Regions from separate parts of the Mus musculus genome. Here regions 2, 3 and 4 are each linked to region 1. Evidence: chromatin contacts called from public promoter capture Hi-C data. All regions are on one chromosome and are shown on one strand. Each heading gives the region's core, a stretch centred on a gene start, on an enhancer-like site or on the middle of the called end of the contact. The rest is flanking DNA. Distances are from core to core; before and after follow the strand shown.

Region 1 (5,689 bases), core at 2,047-4,546:
GAGCCAGGTGAATCTCTGAATTTAAGACCAACCTGCCCTACAAAGTGAGTTCCAGGATAGTCAGGGCCACCCAGAGAAACCCATCTCAAACAACAAGAACAACAACAACAAATTCTTGGGGTGCCACCGCCCCAGCTGAAGGTGGAGACCTGAGATAACCTCATGAGGGAGCAAAAGAAAAGAGGTGTGACTAGTTCCAAGACCCTCCCTGGCCAGCATTCACCAGGGCTATCACACTCACCTTTAAAGCTTCTGGTCGGTTTTTCTCAGGGCACTTGGTCACACTGTCTGGGTGGATGGTTTCAGTGAACGCTGGCCACGGGGATGAGTGTGCGTACTTCGAGTGACTGGAGAACAGCTCATAGCTGCACTTGGCACACACGTAGACACCTGTAGCCGAGGATGAGCAAAAGCAGAGACGCTGACCATCTGTCTTGAGCAAGCCACCTTGACCTTGGACCTGGAAATGACACTACCAGCACCAAGCCCACTGTAGTGGGAGCCCATTCAGCACCCTCATGTATCCCCTGCTCATGGCCCATTGGTTAACTCTGGGGTAGATGGCCCCTAGCAATGCCTGACTGAGTTATGGGAGGCCAGAAGTCACCCTTTGGGCTCATTTCAGCTGCTCTCAGTGACCCTGTGACATGAAATCTTTAACATTTTAATGGAATTATTTAGTTTTGGATGTTTTAAAAGGCTTGTTTTTATTTTATGCATATGGTGTTTTGCCTGCATGTATGCCTGTGTGCCTCATGTATGAAACGTCTGCAAAAAAAACCTGCAGACACCAGAAGGGGTTGGATCCCCTGAGACTTGAGTAAACAATCTATCCCGTGGTAGCTGGGAATGAATCCCAGGTCCTCTGAAAAAGTATACTCTTACCACTGAGCCATTTCCAGACCCCTTGGGTCTTTTGTTTTTATTTTGTCTTGTTTGTTTGTTTCGAGACAAGATCTTGTGCCAATTAGTTTTTGTCAATTTGAAACAAACTAGAGTTCCCCAGGAAGGAGGAATGGGGCTGAGGATTTGCCTAGATCAACCTGGTCTATGGGTGTATCTATAGGGACAGCTTTCTTATCTTGTTAGTTTGCTTTTCTTTCTTTTTTTTAAAGATTTATTTATTATTATTATATCTAAGTACACTGTAGCTGTCTTCAGATGCACCAGAAGAGGGCATCTCATTACAGATGGTTGTGAGCCACCATGTGGTTGCTAGGATTTGAACTCAGGACCTTTGGAAGAGCAGTCAGTGCCCTTAACTGCTGAGCCATCTCTCCAGCCCTTGTTTGCTTTTCTGAGACCGGGTTTCTTTGTGTATGGCTGTCCTGGAACTAGCTCTGTAAACCAGGCAGGCCTCGAACCCAGACATCCACCTGCCCCTGCATCCCAAGTACTGGAACTAAAGGCGTGTAGCATCACCACCCACTGGAACATTTTCTTGGTTAATGATTGATGTGGGAGGGCCCACCTCACTGTGGGCGGTGCCATTCCTGAGCCAGTGGATCTAGGCTGTTTAATAAAGGTAGCCAAGCAAACTAGAGTAGCAAACCAGTAAACAGTCTCTGCTCAGTTCCTGCCTCCAGGTTCTTACCTTGGTTTCCCTCAATGGTGGACAGTAACTTGTCAACTGAAATGAACTCCTTCCTCCCCAGATGGGTTTTGATCAGTGTTTTTATCACAACAGAGAAGTAAACTAGGCCAAGTTTTACACTGTAGTTCAGGCTAGCCTGAAACTATGTAATCCAGGCTGACCTCAAATTTCAGGCAATCCTTCTGCCTGAGCCTCCTATCCCCTGGCATTACAAATGAACCACCACACCTAGATAACATTTTCACTTACAGACAAGACAATGGAAGCCAGTGCTGCAGACACACAATACAGTACGTGGCCAAGAGAAAACTCCCAGAAGTCGGATAGTGGCCTCCCTTTACCCTTAGACAAGCTCCACACAGTAGGGCTCCTAACTGCCAGTGTAACCACTTGGTCCTCTTTCTCAAGTGGGCATCTCTGCTAGTCAACAGTCTTGGATACCATGGATATCAGCTCCGGTCTTAGGAACAGACTGGCCCTAGAGGACAGTCTTCCAAGCCAAATAGGGAACCCCAGAAAACAGCAGCTGGGAAGAAAGGTTTCAACCTGTCCCCAAAAGATCACATGAGTGGAAGGGGTAAGGATGGTTGCAAAACTGAATTACATAACTGTTTGAAAGACTTAAAAATGGGAACCTGCAGGGTACTGAATCATCGGTCACCCACCACTTGAGGACAGACACCCTGGAGTCTGAACTGTTCTTTCAACCTGTATCAGGAACTGGAGAGGAAGCAAAACTGAGTGAGTGTCTAGCTTGCCAGGGTAGCCTGAGGGCAACTGGAGTGTTGTAGCCAAAAAGAATTCAAGGGAGGTCTCTTCCCAGCAACCCTGTATTACAACAACTGGCTTATAGAGGTGCCCATTGTCACAGCCCTGCCCTCTAGAGGACTGACATCTAACAAACAGATCCTGCCCCTGGAACGCCAGTGCCATAGTTTTTACCAAATTAGTCCAGATCAGCAGAACCCAGCAAGAAGGGAGCCAAGCAACGTCTCTCACAGTACTGGTCAAACTTCATTTATGCTGGCAAGAACCCATTGACAACCAACGCAGAGGACGGAGAGACATCTGGGACAGCACATTCCGGATTGAACAGCAAGTGCAGAGCTTGTCCGCTCATCCAAGCAAATCAGGGGTTGCAGGCGGGGGGGTGGGGTGGGCGAGGGGGTACATTGTCAGGGCAAATTCCAACACTGACCTTGGACCACATACCACCATCATTCCGCTCTAAAGTTCAGACCACTCTGACACCATCCGGTGGCATCACCCTTACGCATCTGGCCCAGAGAATCCCCCAGAGAGATCTACATTTGAAGTTCAAGGCCTGTCCCCCTCGAGAACAGAGTCTACCGGAATGTCCCTTCTCCTCTCAAGTCCTCCTGCTCCAGAATGCCCTGGCCACCCAGCTCCCCTCCTCCAAGTTCTTTTTTCCCAGGCTCGCTTCTCCTCGGCAACCACACTAGCCCAGTCCCGGTTCGGGAACTCCACAGCTCCCCAGGAGGCAATGTATGCTTTAATGCCACGGGGTGTACCTGGCTCGAAGTGATTCTGGAAAACCTCGCCTCCGAAGAAGCTGCAGAACGACATGGTCGCGACGGGACAGGCAAAAGCTCCCAGCCAGGTCCGGGTAAAACCCTAAGATCTGGACTCAAACCCGACCCAGTCCCAATAACCAATCACTTTCCGATTCGCCATAAGCCCCGCCCCTAGAGGGGACCAGTCACTCTTGGATTCCCCACGGCCGCCTCCTAGCAGCCCCGCCCTCAAGGAGTCTCTCCTCCCATAGGCCCTAAACCCCACCCATCCAGCCAAGTTTACCCAGAGATCACGTCCTTACTTCCGCCTCTAGAAGGCCCCGCCCAGGGAGCCGCTCCCAGGAAGCTTAGCTGTTAAGATGAAGGCCAAACCTATGCTAAGCTCCAGTACAGCGGCTAGGCTATAAACATTGGTACTAGCCAATGGTAGCTACTACTAATACCATTGTGCAACTGGCGTGGAGGCGCATCTACCCAGCTGTATCTATAGCCCTCTTATCTGGCGCTAAACCTTGCGCCCGCGTCTGGGATCACCCAACCTCCGACCCAGGCTTAAGATCTACATCAAGCCTCCCAGGGAATGTGGAAGAGAGACAGACACACAGAGACAGACAGAGAGAGTTGCCTCAGGACTTTATTGAACAAAAAGGACCGGACAGATAGCAAGAGTGCTACATCCCAGGTGTGCTCCATTCCAGACATCTTACATGTTTCCCAAGGTCTCCGGCTTCTCTTTCTCCAGATGTTTCTTTTGGGGACCCTGGTTAAGGTGAGGAGACAAGATGAGAGTTAGTCAGGAGAGTCAGTCAAGAAATACTACCTACGGCCAGTGCCAGGGCCACCTAGGGCCTGCTCTACTGGTTTGCTAAAAAGGCCCCTTCTTCTAGTTCCTCTCTGGAACAAGTGGGACTAGCTCACCATGAAGGCCCTCTTCTCCTGCGCTGTCTGAAAACATCCGTGGCCAAACTTAGAAGTGGTGTCAATGAACTTGAGCTCAATATTCTCCAGGGCCCTGCGGCTGTGGTGCACCAGAAGGGACTGGGTATCCAAGAGAGAAGAGATGTCAAGGACAGAGGGCCCCGACTCCTCCTGTGACCTCCAGTTCACACCAAGGAGGACTCAGTCAATCCCTCGCTCTTGCCAGACCCCCTTCCTTTACTCTCCCACCACACAACCCACCACAGAGCACGCTAAAGGACAGAACAGGCCACTGGAGTCCACTCCCCAGCTTGCCAAGCAGCACTGACCTTTCTCAGAGTGATCACTCGCTTCTTGGTACCTGCAATGCAGCCCTTTAACATGATGAAGTCATTGTTCACTTCCCCATAGTGGGGGAAGCCACCCTACAGGGAGACAGACCACACCAAGCCAGGAACAGGGCAGCCAAGTTAGGAGGCTGTAGTGGGAGGGAGCCCTATGCGCAGACCCCAGGGTGCAGGGACAATACCTTCCCACTGGGTCACTCCTCAGGGGGCAGTAACATCTCAACTGAATACTAAGTATCTTTCCTGTGTCATCTCATTTAACAATATGCCTTTTTGTGGGCACACTGATGCTCAGAAGTTTGGGTTTGCTGAGCACGGTGGTATACACTCGTAAATCCAGCACTTGAGAGGGGGATATGAGATCACTTTGAGTTGAAGGCCAGCTTGGGTACCAGAGAGAGCCTCACTAGAGAGCTCAGTTTGAAACATTCTAGACTAGCATGAGACCCTGTGTTCCATCCTGAGCACTACCTTAATAAACGGCTTTAGCCGAGTGGTACTGACACACCTTTAATCTCAGCACTTGGGAGGCAGAAGATGGAGGATTGTTTGAGTTCAAGGCCACCCTGGTTTACAAAGCAAGTTCCAGGATAGCCAGTGCTATACATAAAAACAACAAAACAGGGTATCGTGGCATAAGCTCTCAGCACTCAGATGGTAGAAAAAGGAGAATCAGAGGCTAGAGAGATGGCTCACTGACTGTCCTTCCAGAGGTCCTGGGTTCAATTCTCAGCAAACACATGGTGGCTCACAACCACTGTAATGAGATCTGGTGCCCTCTTCTGGCCTGCTACATGCAGCAGAACACTGTATACATAGTAAATCTTTTCCCAGAACACTGTATACATAATAAATAAATCTTTCTTTTTAAAAAAAGGAAAGGAAGAGGAGAATTTTCAAGATCATTCTCAGCCATATAGGGAGCTGGAGCCCAACCTGGGTTACATGAAATGCTGTATGTATTTTGTTGTTGTTTTTGTTGTTTTTTGTTTTTCGAGACAGGGTTTCTCTGTGTAGCCCTAGCTGTCCTGGAACTCACTTTGTAGACCAGGCTCGCCTCCAACTCAGAAATCCGCCTGCTTCTGCCTTCCTAGTGCTGTGATTAAAGGCATGTGCCACCACGCCCAACCCTGTATGTATTTTTTTAAAAAGAGCAGACACATGCTTCAAACTCCGCAGCTACTTCCTTCTGGCCCTGGACTCACTCCTGAGACCCCATACTCTATGGGCACAGAATACCAGCCCCTCACAGTGATTATGAGCGTGCAGGAGCAGGTGAGAACTGACGCTTTCAA
Region 2 (5,689 bases), core at 1,681-4,180, 380 kb before region 1:
ACAGCACCTCACTAGTTCTCGGGTTCACTGGCTACCTGGCAGGCTCTTCTCCACACACTATTCTCTTACACCCCTGTTCTGATTCTGGGGTCACAGATTGTTGTGCAGGACTATCCTCCAAGACATCTGTCACCATCAACTTGGAAATGACCATCATGCCCGGGACTTGGTGATACCTCATAGAGGAAGGACAGAGAGGGCCAGGGGATACTCACTTGAGTATCCAGCCTCCTCCCAATCAGTTATATGCAAGTCTGCCCTAGTTCATTGTAGCCATGGGGGACTCAGAGAAGGGACAGAGTATAGAGATATGAAAAAATTAGGGAAGGGTTCTATCTACACAGTCATGGGGGTCTGTTGGGGGGCAGACCTTCCAGTGTGACTGCTTTAAGGTCACCTCTGCTACTGCCTATACCCCCTCACCCATTGCTCTGTCAGTAAGCCTAATAAACTCACTGATTCCTCAGAGTCAACTTTGGTGGAAATGTACTTCAGCTTATTTATCATCAGTACTGTAAAAGGAGGGGGGTAGACTTTGTTTACATCTCCTTGGCAACACAGATGCATGCCTCTTCACTTGGCTTTGATATTGGGTTCTGGGGATTTGAACTCAGATCTTCATGTTTGTACATCAAACACTTTGCCTAGTAAACCTTCTCCCCAGCTCCCAGGTCTAGTCTTTTTGAAGAACAATTACCATTACATTCATTTCTTGTTTGTGTGTGGTTGTGGGAGCAATGAGTGTGTGTGCTTGTGAAGGGCAGAGGACAACTTTGAGGAGTTGGTTCTCTTTTTCCACCAAGTGAGCCCTGAAGACTGAACTTAGGGGATCAAGCTTGCCAGCGGAGCACCTTTACTTTAAAAAAAAACTTGTTTATTAATAAATAATGTAATATATGTAAGTACACTGTAGCTGTCTTCAGACACCCCAGAAGACGGCACCAGATCTCATTACAGATGGCTGTGAGCCACCATGTGGTTGCTGGGATTTGAACTCAGGACCTTTGGAAGAACAGTCAGTGCTCTTAACCGCTGAGCCATCTCACCAGCCCTGTACCTTTACTTTTAAGTGAAGACTGGATCCTCCTAACACCCCTTTGTTCTAAAACAAATAAGGACACCCATCTCCGCCTGAACACTGGCCAGGGGCTAAGCACTGTTAACATTTATTATTGTAAGCACTCTGGTATTCATTTCCAGAAAAATAAGCAAAAATATTGGGTGCTGAGGTGACACGAGCTCTTAACTAGCAACTGCTAGGTTTTCCATTCTGGATGGCTTTAGCAAAAGAATTGCCAGTCAACAACTCCTGGCCTGCCCTAATGCCAGCTCTGACTATCCAGGAAACTCTGAGGGCCTTGAGAAAACTACAAGGTTGCAAATTGCTTCAGGTCTGGAAGATACAGCCCCAAGGCTTTTTGCAACCATTTCGACCAGGTTGAGAAGAACACGTCCTCTGGTGGCCTAGCTGAGGAACTACAGAGGCTGGTGCAAAGACTGTTAGCAGAGGAAGTGCCCCTTTTCAGGATTTGAAGGCAGCCGCTTTGACTCCCTCTGGGAGAGACTTTCCTCATCTCCTCCCTTTTGTTGCAGCTTTAGGTACAGTAAAAGGCTCCTCTCCAGGGTTTGCTTGCCTACTCTCAGTAATGTGGGCTAAGCTGTTATCATGAAAAAAAAAGAGGTGGCAGAGACAGCTGAGCAATTGGCAGGCCAAGCTACAAAAGGGACAGGACAGTCAGTTTTGTCATAGCTGAGGAAGCAGTAGCCAAGGCATCAGGGGAGTGCAGAAACTGAGACTGAATGAGGATAATTGACTAAACCAGAGAAGAGATGGCATAGCCTTGGATGCCAGATGAGTTCCAGAGAGCCAAGAGGTCTCAACCCTAGGCCAAGAATTTTAACACTGGCTGTCATTAAGAGCGAAGGTCTACACAAAAATTGTAAAGCTGTAGGGCTGAAGAGTCCCTACAATCACCAAATCTGCTTAGTGGAAGCTGCACCAGCCACAGGAAAGAGCCAAGGATTCCTGACCTACGTAAGAGCTAGAATACTTTTAGGGCTAAGGGTCCCAATGCCTCCAGTCCCCTAATACTAGGGGAGTCATCTGCCATCTCTCACTGAGGCCAAACATGGAGAAAAAAAAAAAAAAAAGAAAGCTACCATTTGAAGACCTTCTCTTTGACTAACCCCAGTTTTTATTTGTGTAGAGATCCTGGCTGGCTGATCGGTAACACTTCCATGGATGCTGGGAACTGAACTTGGGACCTTGGCAAGAGCCACACGTAATTTAACCTCTAAGATAATCGCTCTGGCCCCTGGTATGCTCTGCTAACTGCTAAGCCTTGAGTGGGCTCATTTCCTGCTCAGGAAGGGTAATTTTGCTTGATGATGTTGAATGAATACAGCTTGCTCAGATTTCCACCCACACCCAGTTCCGCTGAAATGTTGCTCCCTCAATGTATCTTCCAGATCAGGATGGTCAAGAAAAGTTCTGCCATGATGGAATGTTTCACACTGCTAAGTTCAGACGACAGTCAGGATCCCTGGGTGTTTACTCAGCTAGTGGTGTTTCATTTAGGGCAGTTTAGACGCAGTTTGCGTGTTCGCAGTAAACGTGCACCCTTGTGTACCACCAAATACATCAGCGCATCCGCATTACAACTTGGCCATATCCGCTGTTCCTGGCTTCCTTATTCTGTTTCCCTCAGGGCGCCTAGAGAGTTGATTAGTGCTCTAGAGTGGAAAGTCATCCGACCCAAGGCAGCATAGTGGGGTAATGTGCTGGGGAAAGTCTCTCCAGAATTAAGGAAAACAGAGACAGCAGTCACCAGGGGACCAATAGAGCGGACACGCCTACCGGAGTCCTGCCCTCAGGCCTTGCCCACCGTAGGCTCTTAGGCCACGCCTCTTCCTCCTCTTGCGCAGGCGCAGATGCTGCGGTCATCAGCGCGTTGGCGCGCCGCTGATTCGTCCCTAGCCACGCGTTTGTATCAGCCCCAGAAATTCTAAATATCCGTGCAGGTTTCACGTGAGCTCTGCGACTCGAATTCACAGCTGCCCTCAGCTGACACTGAATCTGGCGCGTGGTCCTGGTGCCGTGGCGAATCAGCGGCGCGCAAGAGGGAGCATGTGGCCTCGGCTCTGAAGCATGCTGGCCAGAGGAACCCTGTAGGAGTGGTTGGTCCAGTCGGGGCTGCAGTGTCCTGCCTTGCAGCATGGCCAGTTCCCATACGAGCCGAAGGCCTCGTGTTTAGGGGGCTGGGTGCTAACCTGGAGCTGCAGACGGAGGAGGAGTTTTAGTTATTGCACCCTGGCAAGCCACTCACTCATCCAACTATCAGTGGGTTTGACAGAGGAGACAGCCACAGTGCACCGGTGCAGTCCGGGACTGAAGCTCTGTCAGATCATCGGGCAGGCGGGAAACCCGGAAGAAGGACGGGAGAGCGTGAGTGAGATTGTGAGTGAAGCGCCTGGAAGCGCAGAAGTAAGTGCGTGTGTGTAGGGGGGTGGGGCCTGAGATTTGGAACCGGCCCAACTGTTTCCTCCCTTAACATCGTGGGTGCCATGGGAAGAATTCTTGACACTCTAACATGCTTTTCTCGGACCCTCAGCCCTGTTCTGCAGGATGGACCCAGCCCTGTCTGCTGTCCGGCTCACCGTCCAGGAAGCCATTCACATCCTTTCATCCTCAGAGGATGCTGGCCATATCCTTTCTACCCTGGGGACTCTGAAACGATACCTCGGTGGAACCGAGGATCCAGTTCTTCCTGAGGAGAAGGAGGAGTTTGCCACTGTCCACTTCTCAGCCGTCCTTAGATGTCTGGTCAGCAAGCTGAGCCCAGGTTGGCTGGAGCTGTCCCCCGGTGGCCAGCTGGAGCGGCTTTGGGAGAGCTTCTTCCTGGATGGCCCTCCAGACCAAGCCTTCCTGGTGCTGATGGAAGCCATTGAGAGCACTGCTGGGTGAGCAGTTAGTGAGCAACAGGGCGCCCAAGTTCTGAGAAGGTTCCCAACACCTTAAAACTGTAAGGGGAAGGACCCTGCATCTTAGCCTGGCCTCACTCCTTCTTGTTGAAGGCTGGGAGGAAGAATAGGGTTCCTTGCAGATCAGCACTCAGAGAGTCTCCACTGTCCCTAGCTGATGCCCTAAAGGTCACTTGTTGTCTTCTACTGGGCCCATTCTTTATTCTGTGGCACTTTCAGGATCATCAGGACATTTCAGGGTTTTTTTGTTTGTTTGTTTGTTTGTTTTTGTTTTTCGAGACAGGTTTCTCTGTGTAGCCCTGGCTGTCCTGGAACTCACTCTGTAGACCAGGCTGGTCTCGAACTCAGAAATCCACCTGGCTCTGCCTCCCAAGTGCTGGGATTAAAGGCGTGTGCCACCACCGCCCGGCTAACATGTCAGGTTTTAAATGTTTATCTACCACATTGCTGCTATGGATCCCTGTGTACCCAGGTCCCACATCCGGTTGAATGGCAGTCCTTGGAAGGATCTGTGGCTGTGAGAAGCTGGGGTTTTATAAACTGCTGGGGTGTGGGGGTGGAGAGATGGTTCAGTGCTTAAGAGCACTGGCTGCTTTCCCAGAGGACTGGGTTCAGTTCCCAGCACCCACATGGCTGCTCACAACTCAGTGCAACTCCAGTTCCAGAGGATCTGACACCCTGTTCTGATTTCATAGGTTCTTCGTGCATGTAGTATACAGGCAAAACACCCACACATAAAATATCAAAACTTAAAAAAAAAAAGAAAGAAAGAAAGAAAAGAAAAAGACTTGTGCCAACAGGCCAGAACAGGGGAAGGCCTGGTGTCTATCTGTGCAGGATCGGGGACATCCTATGAGTAACTGGCTGTTCAGCAGGGGAAGAGAAGAGCTTTCCAGCTGATAGGCAAATGTAAATCCTTAGGAAGTAGTTGGGACTAATTCTTTCTTGTGTGTTTCGTTTTGTTTTTTGGTGCTTTTGACAGCTCTGGCTGTCCTGGCCTTGAACTCATAAAGATTCTCTACCCTCTGCCTCCAGAATGCCACCATGCTCAACTTCTTGGTTTTTGAAATGGGGTCTCTCATCTGTTGGAAGGTTGTCAGCTAGGTTAGGCTGTCTGGCCATGGAATCTCAGGCATTCACTTGCCTCTGTATACCTAGGGCTGGGACTTCATGATATTGTCACCTCACCTGGCTTTTTTGGGGGGGCTGTGGGGCTGAGAGAGTTGAGACAGGGTCTCAGCAAACAGCCCTGACTATCCCTGTAACTCACTGAATAGACTTGTAAGTCATGGAGACCCTCCTGCCTCTGCCTCCTGCATGCTGGTATTAAGCTGTGTGCTACTGTGCTTGTCTCCCCTGGCTCTGTTGTTATTGCTGCTGTTGTTTGAGACAGGGTTTCTCTTTGTGAACCTTACTGTCCTGGAACTTGCTCTGTGGAGCAGGCTGGCCTCGAACTCAAGACTCACCTGCCTCTGCTTTCTGAGTGCTGAGCATGCGCCACTACTGGATTTTTAAAACGTGGATCATGTTTGCAGGGCTTATTTTACCACTGAGCCATCTCCTTAGCCTGGGACTGATTCTTTATGGCCAGAAGGCAACACTAGGCAGAGGGGGGTGGGGGGTTAAGGGCTCTGCCCAATACACTTGGTATTCTTTAGCCCTAGCTTCCGTCTGATGAAGATGGCTCAGCTGCTGGACACATTTCTGA
Region 3 (5,689 bases), core at 1,546-4,045, 340 kb before region 1:
CAGAGGGTCAGGTCTCAGCTGCTACAAGAGCCTGGGCCCAAGAAATGGCTGCCAGCCTTCTCCACAGATGCACACTACGTTCTCTGCGGCTGCGTCTGGTCCAGAACCATCTCAACTCCCACCAGATTCCTGACATTCTCTGTACACAACTCCCTGACAACTTTGCTCCAAGGACAGGACAGCTCTAACTCCGGTGTCGAGTTCTGGGATTTGTGCATCTGGCAGAGATTCTAAGAAGTAAACACCCTCTCAGCCCTGTCCAAGTCTTGAGAATTTCCTGTTGTCTGAGTTACACTGTGGAGAGGAATCACATCTGTACTTCATCAGCTTACAGGCGCCTGGATGAGAAGCAGATGTGGCCACAGAGGGAGCTGGCTTGGCTCCCTCTACTGCTTTCTGGGAGGACCTACACTCAGCTGGACCTGTCCTGAGTGAGCAAGTCGGGGACCAGCTAGGCTGAGCTACGTTTGTGATGCTCCTCTCGACTATGGGTGTGTGTGTGTGTGTGTGTGTGTGCTTGAGAATCCATGGCGGTGGCACAGTGCTGGGGGTGGGGGCTGGATGAGCATGCAGCTCCAGTAACAATGTAAGGTCTGACTCAGGGCAACAGACAGCAGAAAGGTCAACCCTCTGGGTGAGAGATTTCCTACCAGCCACACCGGAGCTTCATATCTCAAGAGAGGACCCTCCTAACTCCATCTCTCCCTGCTTCCCCTCCTACACAGGAGCTTCATATCTCACGAGAGGACCCTCCTAAGTCCATCTCTCCCTGCTTCCCCTCCTACACAGATAGGCAGATGGTTTAGGGGACAGACACCTGCAAATAAAAGTTCCTAGAAGCACAGGTGGGGATCAGGGCCCTGGTTTCCTCCCCACCCAGCTCAGGAAAGTCAAAGCCAGAACTGGTGCAAGGGCCTTCCCTCCCTGAGATGCCCACACGTGTCCTGCAGCCTTCAGGGCCAGCTGTACAATGCTGAGACAGGAGGATGTCATCAGTTTGAGAGTTAGAGAATCTTAACACAGCTTCTCGGTTCTCACCGGGAATTAGCCATTTACTAACCACCCAAAAAATAAAGGAGGAAAATAGATGTTCTCTTAACGGAGACTTTGGGAGACCTTCCTTTCAAATATTTCATCTCTGAAGTGTTGTGTAGGAGATGTTGCACCCTAATTCTGCCTCTGGGGGGAGGCACAGGCAGAAACAATGACAGCTGTACCACTTAAGTGCCTTCGGAGTCATAGCACAAGCTGAGGGTAGATGGCACCCCACACGGCTTGTCAAGTCCCTCCTACTTAGAACATACCCCACAGGGAGGCTGGCCCAGAGACCTGGAATGAAGCGTAAATTTCCTTCAGGCCCTGAGCAATAAGAATAAAAAATATAAATAAGCCACAATGACACTTGCTACAAACTTGAGGGTGAAAAATCATATTATTCCTCAGAGGACTTACATTCTCAGAACTGCTGACAGTCAAAAGGCTGGACAGAGACAGAGTCCTTGCCTTTTGGAATGTAAACTTAAGGAGTGCCAGGAGCCTGACTATATATGGGAACGTGTGATTGAAGGCAGCCACACTAGGAAGTAGGGGGTGGCCCAGCATGTCAGTTCATGAAGACAGGAAAGGTCGGTTCCGGCCTGTCCCGGCCAGTGCACTAGTCAGCACCAGGCTGTCCCAATCCTGCCCGGTGCGGTGCGGTGCAGTACGTGTGTTTGAGATGGTTCAGCCCACAGCTCCTGCGTTCTTGTGTTCATTTATGCAGCTCTGGAACCCTGGTGGGAGGCTCTGGAGGCGGGACACAGTCTCAGACCTGGTGGCTTTTATTTACCAGAGCTGAAGCGCTATGAGGAAGGAGAGCAAATGTACAGTCGCTCTGTCCAGCCTCAGGGGAGCGAGCACTTTGCTAGTAAGCAAACTTGGCTGCTCAGAAGTCACATCAGCTATCCAGCCTGCTTGGTGGCACAACCCCTTACAGAATCCCACCTTTTCTTGCCAGCCCAAGAACAACCCCTTGCAGAGGTTCCTCAAGGTTCCCCTTCCTTGTAAGGTCTGAGTACACTTGCTCCCTTGAGGTGAATGGATCTCTGTCAGCAGATGGTGGCCTGCCTCAGGTGCCTCTACACCTTACTCTGTCCTGCCATTAGTTCCACATGTTGTGGTGACCCCCAACCATAAAATTAGTTTGTTGCTATTTCACAACTGTAATTTTGCTATTGTTATGAATTCTAATGCAAATATCTGTGTTTTCTGATGGTCTCAGGTGACCCGTGTAAAAGGGTCATTTGACCCCCAAAGAGGTCATGACCTACAGACTGAGAACCACTGCTTTAGACATTGGGGATTCACAGCACCTATCATGCCTTAGGCAATGGATGGATGGATGGATGGATGGATGGATGGACACCTAGTCCCTGAGGATTCTGCCTGCCCGTGCTGTCTGCAGCATCCCCTGGTCCGGGACCTAGCACAGCTGGCTAGGTTTGACGGCAACAGGTAAGAAGATGAGTGTCCTGGCTGGCATCCCTGACTATTCCTATGGGACAGGAAGATGGGGAGGGGCAGCCAGTGGTGGGCTGGAGCAGGCCTCTGAAGTCTCCCCAGGCCTTTCCCATCAGGAAGCACATCCTGTTAGTGTCTGGCTCTGTGGCAGGGCTGCTATTTGTTGCAGTTGGCTACGCCCTCCTGCTCACCAAAAACAGCCTCAAAAACAACCATTTCCTCTCTGCTGAGAGACAGGGAAACGGGAGCTCACACACATACGCGCATACACATGCTTCCTTGTGGCAGGCGTTCTGCTTTTCAGGACCTGCCATTTGTGGCAGAGATACCAAGACGGGATACATAGCAGAGAGGTGGCCAAACCCACACTGCGTCCACAACCCTGTTCCTCCATCAGACTGGCTCCCACAGCCCGTTCTGAGGCGCGTAACCTGGCTGATTCCCACGCTGTGCCTGCCTCCCGAGTTGCTGTCCATTTTCCACTGCTGTAGGCAAGAGGCACTGTGGACACAGCCTCCCTGGCCTCTGTTCCAAAGAAGACGACCCACTTACAACTCTGGATTCTCGCTGGTGCAGCCAGTGCCCCAGATTTCTCCCTGGAATGGGTCTTGGGGAGACCAGCTTCAGCACAGGCTTGTCCCTGCTCCAGGCTCAAGAGGCAGGCTAAGACAGGGCTGTGAGTAGCTCTCTTGGACCCGTCCCATGGGCGACATCCTCCTGTGCCGGGCTGGAGCTGCCGCATAGCTTCCCAAGGATGAGTGCTGATGTCCTCTAGCCACCCCTAGCAGCATCTTGGCTTTCTCTGGATGCACAGCGGCTGACTGGGACTTGGAACTCTCCGAGATAGACAGTCCTGGAAGTCAGAGATGACTCTCCAGAAGCTTGTGGCCACCGCTGTGCTGGTGGCCCTGGTCTCCCTCATCCTCAACAACGCAGCAGCCTTCACCCCCAATTGGGTGTACCAGACGCTGGAGGACGGACGCAAGCGGAGTGTGGGGCTGTGGAAGTCTTGCTGGCTGGTGGACAGGGGTAAGGGAGTCACAAGCCCTGGGACTCGAACTGGGCAGGTGGACACCCATGACTGTGAGGTTCTAGGATGGGGCTCGGAATCAGCAGGTTTCCAGGAGTCCCGAGGCACCGTCAAACGTAAGTCTTGTTATTTTTCTGTCACCTTCCAGTGGTTAGGTGAGGGGAGGTTGTGTCCGTCCATGCTGAGGGTGGCAGCAGGGAACCTGCACCTCCTGCCCACCCTGACAAGCAACGCTACAGAGCTCCACTGTTCAGCTTAGACTCTGTCTGTGGCTTCCTTCACAAGAAGTCACTCCCGTGGCTGGAGGCTCCTTCTCTGCCATTACATGTGGCTGAAGGATGAAAGATGGGTATCCTAATCAAAGCAAGTCATTTTTCCTTGGTTAGAAAGAAATATTACTTAATAAGGAAAACAAGAAGTGTGAGAACATGTGGCTGAGTTCTGTCTTAACGGCTGAGGTGGTCAGGGCCTTTCGGACAGTGCAGGAGACTCTGGCTGGGATGTCCGGGAGACCAGAGGAGGCACAGAGCAGCAAAGGGCAGAGTGTTACCTCCCTGACGCCCATGGTGGCCTTTTCCTTTCCCAGCTCTCTTGTTCTGGGGTCTATGCACTACCCTGGGAGTTGGAAACGTCTCTTTAAATAGCATGCACTGTTTGAGAGTACGAGAATAAAGGGCCTCATAAATATGAGGATGCAATCTAAAATCGACACATCTGCTGACATGTGAGTTCTTTCCTGGTAATGACCCCCTAAAGCAGACAAGAGGGTCTGTCTAACAAGTACCCAGTCTCCTACAAACTGCCTTGGAGGCTACAGGTCAGATGGCGGCTGTCGGGAGATGACGCTGGTCTTTAGAAAGCATGCGACGTAGGTGAACATCTGTTCAGTGTAAGGGGACTTCCTGGAAATCCTGAGCAATGTGCCCAGTGCAACCACCTCAGCCCTGGTCATGACTGACACAGGGCTTGCCGACAAGGCAGGGGAACACCACCCGCCTCTTGCGAGCAGAGGCACCCAAGCTTACCACGGGACAGCTCGGCCTCTTTCCTTGGGTCTTGACAGGCAGGGAGCCCTTTATTGAGAAGATCAAAGATGAATGCACTCTGAGGAGCTAGATGCCTTGTGGGAGGCCAAGGGTCTCAATGTGGGTCTCTGTCATGTGTCCATGGAGAGCTCTCCCTGTGCATCCTATGACCATTCTGCCTAAGCAGGAGAGCTAGTAACCTCAAGGCTTCCCTAAGCTTCTCATATGGGCTGTGGTTTGCCCAGTCCTAGAAGCCTCAGGTCTTCTGGGGTGGGGCCAGGTATAGGCAGGAGCTCCTACCTAGTGCCTCTCATTAGGCTCTGAGAATAGCCAATTCCAGACCCAGCCCACTCCAGGCCATAAAGATTCTGAGGAGGCCAACCATGCCTTGTGATATGTGCACACTCCTGCCTCCTTTCCCCGCTTTTTGTGCTCTATCAGGTCATCCCAGGAACATCTTGTGTAGACATCTGTTCTTCCCACTCTGCACCTCCAGAGGTCAGGCCAATAGAACGAATAGGGCCCCTATACCTTCCTCCTTGTCCACATCTAAGTGGCAGCATGGCAGCCTCAGCTGCGCCTGCCCTGAGTACCCCTCATCTTCCCCCTTACCTGTGCCTAAGGTTCCCACCTATGTGAGCCTGCTGCTCTGCATAAGATCCCTAGACAATTTAAAGTAGTTTCCTAAGAGTGGCTGGTGGGAGATGACTATAATCGTAGCCCTCAGGTGCTCATCCAGGCTGGTTTGGGATACACAGTGAGACCCCTGTCTCAAAGAGAGAAAAAAACCCTCCTTTTGTAATTAATATGGCCTTGAAAGGTAGCTCATCCTCAATGAATCTGAACAGCAACTGTTGTTCAAACAACAGAAAAATCAGAGACACTTCTTGATAATAAGTAACAGGAGGAAAGTCTGGAAAACAGGCTGGATGGGTAATTCTGGTTGCTAACACATTCTAACACACATTGAGACTGAAACGAAGTAGAACAAAGCAGCCATAAGTCAGCATTTCCTGAGGGAAGCTGGTCCCTAACCCCCTGGCTTGGGACAGGGCTGCTTGGCTGTGTGCCCGGGAGCCTGGGGGCAGGGCTGCCGCTGGTCTCTTCCTCTCCTCTGCACGAGCTTCGCTCCCAT
Region 4 (5,689 bases), core at 1,486-3,985, 260 kb after region 1:
AAAATCAGATGTGCTTTCAAGAGTCTGGGAGCTGGAGATCGTGGCCAGACACCAGGATAAAGATGGCATGGGAAGCCACAGAGCCTAGGGCAAGGTCAAGAAAAAAAGTGGTAGCATGTCCAGAGCGGGATGGGGCCAAGAAGAGAGACTACTACAGTAGATCCAGTGCTGGTGCTCAGGCACAAGGGTGAGATGAGATTTTTCTGTAAACCACAGTACACAAGGGTCAAGAGGTGGAAAGAATGTATCAACCAAGTGTGACAAAGGCAGTGGCCTTGAGGAATTTTCCCAGAGAGCTGAGGGGGAGATGGGAAGGGAGGCCTTTTGAAGGAGAGAGAATTTTAGCTGTAAGGAGAGTATTGGAATTGTGTGTGTGTGTGTGTGTGTGTGTGTGTGTGTGCGCGCGCGCGCGCGCGCACGCACGCGCCCATGCTATGAGGGAAGCTGGAGCTAGCATTGAAACAGAAGTTATTTTTGCCTAGTATTTGATGTGCAAAGCCCTGTGTTAGATCCCCAATACTGTATAAAACTGGGTGTGGTGACACAGCCACCTGTAATCTCAGTACTCAGGAGATGGAGAGGGGACCTGAAGTTCAAGGTCATTCTTGGCTACATTGTAAATTTGAAGTTACTATACGTTATCAAAGAAATCCCGATTGAAAAACAAACAGCCGGGCGTGGTGGCGCACGCCTTAAATCCCAGCATTCAGGAGGCAGAGGCAGGCGGATTTCTGAGTTCAAGGCCAGCCTGGTCTACAAAGTGAGTTCCAGAACAGCCAGGGCTATACAGAGAAACCCTGTCTCGAAAAAAAAAAGAAAAACAAACAAACAAACAAACAAACATACAAAACACACCTAGGAGGGAGTCTGTGCCCATGCATTTAATCCAAGCACTTGGGAGGTAGAGGCTGGCAGTTCTCTTGAGTTCGAGGTTAGCCTGGTCTACAGAGCAACCAAACCAAAAATCCATATTAAAAATATGCTAAGGAGGTAAAACAGGGACTGGGGAGAGATATAGGAAGAGGGTGTCTATGACCAGGAACCTGGGTGTGTAGACAGGGGAACCGGCCTTGGCTAAGGAGCTGGACTTACCCTCTCTGTGGCTAGAGGGAAAGGGGGTTGCAGCCCCATCTACTGGTGCAGTGGGAAGAGATCATGAGAAAGCAAGGACAACTTTGTAGAGCTGGGTAATAAAAATGGAGGCATGATAGCAGAATTGTCACCAAGAGACCAGAGAGACTTCACCTAGCCACTGATGGGGACAGATGCAGAGTGCCACAACCAAATACTAGGCGGAGTTTGGAGTCCTGCAGAGGAGGGGGGGGGGATTAGAAGAACTAGAGGGGTCAGGAACACCACAAGAACACAGAGGGGCCGGTGGACCTCCTGGGGTCTTGCAGAGTCAGAGAGCTGCTAAGGCTCTGACCTAGGTCCTCTGCATATAAGCTTGGTGTTCTGGAATCCTAACAGGGCTGGGCTGTCCCTGACTCTGCTGCCTGAGATCCTTCTCCTCTTGCTGGGTTGCCTCTTTCAGCTTTAAAGTGATAGTATGTGCCTGGTTTTATTGTAGCTTGTGTGTGTTTGGTTGATGTCCCTGGGAGGCCTGCTCTTTCCTGAGGGGAAGTACTTGGTGGTGGTGGTGGTGGGGTGAATCTGGGAGAGAGGAGAGAGGAGAGGAGAGGCTTGGGGGAGGGGAGGAAGAGGAAACTGCAGTTGGGATGTAATATAGGAGAGAATAATATTTATATTCCAGCTAGGCTTTCCCCAGCTAGGAATATAAATATTATTCTCTCCTATATGCCTCTGCCTCCCAAGTGCTGGGATTAAAGGCTGCGCCGCCACCACCACCCGGCTAATTTGCTGTTCTTGAATCAGATGTTCTACACCTATCTGTTCAATGTTATTTAGTAGACACATAAAGCTGTTGAGTGCTTGTAATGTATCTATCTAGTCTAAATTGAAACTATTCACAAGAACATGATGCACACTATATTTCAGTTTAAAATAAAAAAGCACAAAATATTTATGTTGAATGTGTTAAAAGAATATTTTTATATATTGGGTTAAATAAAAAGTATTATTAAAAATTTTAAAAAATGGAGGCATGAGAGTCTGCAGTTTTAAACGAGTTTCTGGGCTAGCTTATGTGCCCTCAGGATCAGGCTGAAAGGGTCTAGACTATGGCTACCAGATAAAGCAAATAGAAGTAACAGACTGCCCAGTTGCATTCAAACTTCTTGTAAGAAAGTAATTCTTTTAGTACAGTGTTTGAGATATGCCTATACTAAAAGAAAAAGAGAGAGAGAGAAATTAAGAAATTAAGAAATTAAGAAAGAAAGAAAGAAAGAAAGAAAGAAAGAAAGAAAGAAGGAAAGAGAGAAAAGCTAGGAAGGAAGGAAAAAAGAAAAGAAAAAATGATTTTTATCTGAAAATTTTGCATTACCTAGAAATTCTAGCTTGGTTGGTAGGGTAGGTGATTGTGTATGTCTGCGGGGGGTGGAGGGACGACGACAGTGTAATTCCTTCTGGGAGCCAAGTCTGGAAAATAGGCAGCAGTACCATGGCTGTAGTTCCCAGTGAGTTGAAGGGTGGCGTCGCGGCTGATGGCCATTCTGAGCACGATCACTTCTGGAGTTCTTCGTCTCAGAACTCTGGTATCCCTTTCAACTCCCCCACTCCCCGGACCCATGGTCTCGCCCGGAGTTACTATCGATAGCTCTACGCTCGGCCCGGCTTCTATCGACTAGCTCCTCCTCGCCTCGCCGTCCTGGACTAAGGCAGAGTGCAGAGCGTGTGTTAAGGTACGGGGGACACGGGATGAGGGCTGCTACCGACCACTGGGTGGCTAGGAGAGTGCGGTCGGGGTAATCGGGCCGGTAACACAGAGCCAGGGCGGTGTGCAGAGCACTGGGGAGCGCGGGGGTCCTGCCAGATAGCGCCCCCACCCATCCGATCCCAGTGCCGGTCAACTACGCATGCTCAGCAGCAGCAGTGCCGGGCTTTTCCTTAGTCGCCATGCGCATGCGTTGCCTACCCTTGCGAGAGACGGCGCCCGGGCGATGGCCTTCTGCGTGTGACTGCCTCCTGCTGGCTGCTGGCGAGGTGGCGTCTCCAAGCGTGAGGGTGAAGCTGAAGGAACACTCTCCCGGGAGCAAAGTAGCCGGAGTCTTTTTTTTTGAGACTGTCAGCGTGACCCTGAACACTCTTATTTTTCTTAGTTTTAAAGTGAAGTTAATACCGGTACACTGTAGTGTGCAGATTGTTATGCGTACATCTTTTCTCTCCAAACGTTTTGACCTTTGGACCTTACTTATCACCTCTTGGCCCAGTGCAGGTCTCATTTTTTTTCTCCAGCCATCAAACAATGAATACCACCCCAGGCACAGTGGGCAGTGACCCTGTCATCTTAGCAACTGCAGGCTATGACCACACGGTGCGCTTTTGGCAGGCTCACAGTGGAATCTGCACTCGAACAGTGCAGCATCAGGACTCTGTATCCTCCTCTTGGCAGCAGGATGGTGCTGGCCAGAATTAAGTATGAATGATATGTGTTTGGGGAAACTCAGGCCAGGTGGTGGAGGTCTTGATGGCCTTGTAGCCCCAAGGTTTCCCTCTCTGGGTTCTCTTCCTGTTATCCTTAACATGCTCAGCAGGTAAATGCATTGGAGATTACTCCGGACCGAAGCATGATTGCTGCTGCAGGTACCTGAGATTCTCGACCTCTGACCCTTTACTGGCCGTAGTTCTACCTGGCACACCCATGCTTCAATTCCCCCTGTGTCCCTAGGTTACCAACATATCCGCATGTATGATCTCAACTCCAATAACCCCAACCCCATCATCAGTTATGACGGAGTCAGTAAGAACATTGCATCAGTGGGCTTTCACGAGGATGGTCGCTGGATGTATACAGGTGGCGAGGACTGCACAGCTCGCATCTGGGACCTCAGGTGGTGTTGTGTGTTGGGCTGAAGAGGACGGCTGCCCGGGGAGTGGGCAGGCCAGGGGATTGTCTGTGGGCAGGCTATTCTGCAATCAGTTAGTCTTAGTGCAAGAGGGGTTGAGCGGGCGATGGAGGGAAGGTAGAAAGCAGAATAGAATTACATCAGAGAGCTAGCCTTGCCTTGAGGCTAGGGGGCCAGACTTTCCTTCCCTTTTCACTGACCTCAAGCTTGTGGAGAAAGAGCTAAACTTCACAACCATTTCTCCTAAGGTAGAAGCAACTCCTTTGAGCAGAGAATGGGGGCTTTTGGTAGAGGCATGGATCAAATCCATTAGAAGCCATGTGTAACCTTAACTCCCCACAGGTCCCGGAACTTGCAGTGTCAGCGTATCTTCCAGGTGAACGCACCCATTAATTGCGTGTGTCTGCATCCCAACCAGGTGAGGAATGCTCATGGGGCCAGGTGTCAGGGGTGGGGTGGGGACTTTAGAGGACAAGAGTATTGCTACATTTCACCTCCCTCCCCTACATCCTAGGCAGAACTCATTGTGGGTGATCAGAGCGGTGCTATCCACATCTGGGACCTGAAGACAGACCACAATGAGCAGCTGATTCCCGAGCCTGAGTCTTCCATCACGTCTGCTCACATCGACCCAGATGCTAGCTACATGGCAGCCGTCAATAGTGCCGTGAGTGCTGGGAGTGGCTCCGGGGGCATCTTGGCACCTAGCCCCTTATCTTCTGCACTTGAGTTGACTCCCTGGTTCTCTCTCAGGCCTCCCTGAGCTTCCACCCAGCTCCCAAAGTCAGGCACCTGGGTACCACTCCTCATGTCCACCTTGCGGTCTGCCATAGCCCCACCCATCAGGGCCAGTTATTTCTCCTTTCGTGTTCCAGTCCATGGCTTTGCTCATCCTTGACACTAATAAGTTTCTCTGTGGCCTTCCTGGGATGCCTGTTCTGCCCCCCTTCAACCATGCAAGTATCCTTTAGTCTTCCTGGCAAGCTGCACTGTTCTGAGACCTTAAGAAGCAACTCCTCATGGACTGTGGATGCTTTAGTTTGGGCCCTGCTCTCATCTCTAGTCTCCTATTTTCCTTTTAAATCCCAGAACATCATTTGTCCCACGTATCTGCACTCCCTCCTCCCATCCTTGGGTTGTCACATTATCTATCTCTGTGTCCTCGTTACTGCCTCCCCTCCTGCACATCTCTGTTGGCCAGCAGCAGCCTCTGGGGAGCTGTGTTTGACTTGGCTAGTGTGACCTCCTGCTTTTGGCTGGCTGGGCTCGATTCCTTGTTGGGGCTAAATTTCCTATAGACATGACCCAGGATGTCATTGGCCTTCAGGCCTTGGCCCAGGTGTCCCCAATCCATATCTGAGGGTCTGGGTTTTGAATGACTGCCCTCCTATCTTATAGGGAAACTGCTATGTCTGGAACCTGACAGGGGGCATTGGTGACGATGTGACTCAGCTCATCCCTAAGACCAAGATCCCAGCCCATACACGCTATGCCCTGCAATGCCGCTTCAGCCCTGATTCCACGTGCGTGTACGGTCCTGGGGGAAAGGGGAATCTACAAGCTGTGGGCATGACCTGGTGTGTGGTAAGTAGATATGAGGTAGTAGTAGCTACTGAGACACCCCATGTTCAACCCCAGGCTTCTTGCCACCTGTTCAGCTGACCAGACATGTAAAATCTGGAGGACATCCAACTTCTCCCTGATGACAGAGCTTAGCATCAAGA

Evidence for each region. Promoter capture Hi-C pulls out the DNA fragments that hold promoters and counts their contacts.
Region 2: a contact with region 1 is called in a promoter capture Hi-C map of second pharyngeal arch cranial neural crest. The contact joins the promoter of Telo2 here to the promoter of Msrb1 in region 1. A contact is called at or near these places in 8 of 39 promoter capture datasets (cranial neural crest, frontonasal cranial neural crest, hippocampal neurons and 5 more), 4 of 484 Hi-C or Micro-C datasets (the C2C12 cell line, CD4 T cells, CD8 T cells and 1 more) and 2 of 115 datasets of contacts at active chromatin or transcription factors (the SCID.adh cell line and embryonic stem cells).
Region 3: a promoter capture Hi-C map of stem cell-derived epiblast-like cells shows a contact between it and region 1, with 5 times the contacts expected there. The contact joins the promoter of Tmem204 here to the promoter of Msrb1 in region 1. A contact is called at or near these places in 18 of 39 promoter capture datasets (the 3T3-L1 cell line, the HPC-7 cell line, HPC-7-derived erythroid cells and 11 more), 2 of 484 Hi-C or Micro-C datasets (embryonic stem cells and uterus) and 1 of 9 other capture datasets (liver).
Region 4: a promoter capture Hi-C map of pre-B cells shows a contact between it and region 1. The contact joins the promoter of Mlst8 here to the promoter of Msrb1 in region 1. A contact is called at or near these places in 9 of 39 promoter capture datasets (the HPC-7 cell line, the SN4741 cell line, embryonic stem cells and 5 more), 2 of 15 datasets of contacts at CTCF or cohesin (embryonic stem cells and pro-B cells), 10 of 484 Hi-C or Micro-C datasets (B cells, CD4 T cells, embryonic stem cells and 4 more), 20 of 115 datasets of contacts at active chromatin or transcription factors (the 230-238 cell line, the HPC-7 cell line, the SCID.adh cell line and 12 more) and 3 of 9 other capture datasets (adipose tissue, liver and macrophages).

What each region holds. Positions count from the first base shown.
Region 1 is chr17:24,734,200-24,739,888 of GRCm38.p6, reverse strand. Msrb1 (methionine sulfoxide reductase B1) reads right to left here and starts at 3,296. Exons shown (of 5, transcript NM_013759.3): 1 at 3,127-3,296; 2 at 242-390. The coding sequence starts at 3,181. It overlaps Rpl3l (ribosomal protein L3-like), which reads right to left. Exons shown (of 10, transcript NM_001163945.2): 8 at 4,377-4,472; 9 at 4,048-4,167; 10 at 3,746-3,889. The coding sequence ends at 3,833.
Region 2 is chr17:25,113,208-25,118,896 of GRCm38.p6, reverse strand. It overlaps Telo2 (telomere maintenance 2), which reads left to right and starts at 2,930. Exons shown (of 21, transcript NM_001163661.1): 1 at 2,930-3,484; 2 at 3,612-3,960; 3 at 5,640-5,689. The coding sequence starts at 3,626.
Region 3 is chr17:25,078,220-25,083,908 of GRCm38.p6, reverse strand. It overlaps Tmem204 (transmembrane protein 204), which reads left to right and starts at 2,795. Exons shown (of 3, transcript NM_001001183.1): 1 at 2,795-3,645. The coding sequence starts at 3,366. The region is part of intron 18 of Ift140 (intraflagellar transport 140); the gene reads right to left.
Region 4 is chr17:24,476,124-24,481,812 of GRCm38.p6, reverse strand. Mlst8 (MTOR associated protein, LST8 homolog (S. cerevisiae)) reads left to right here and starts at 2,735. Exons shown (of 9, transcript NM_001252464.1): 1 at 2,735-2,801; 2 at 3,355-3,493; 3 at 3,651-3,702; 4 at 3,788-3,950; 5 at 4,308-4,383; 6 at 4,480-4,632; 7 at 5,364-5,488; 8 at 5,604-5,689. The coding sequence starts at 3,365.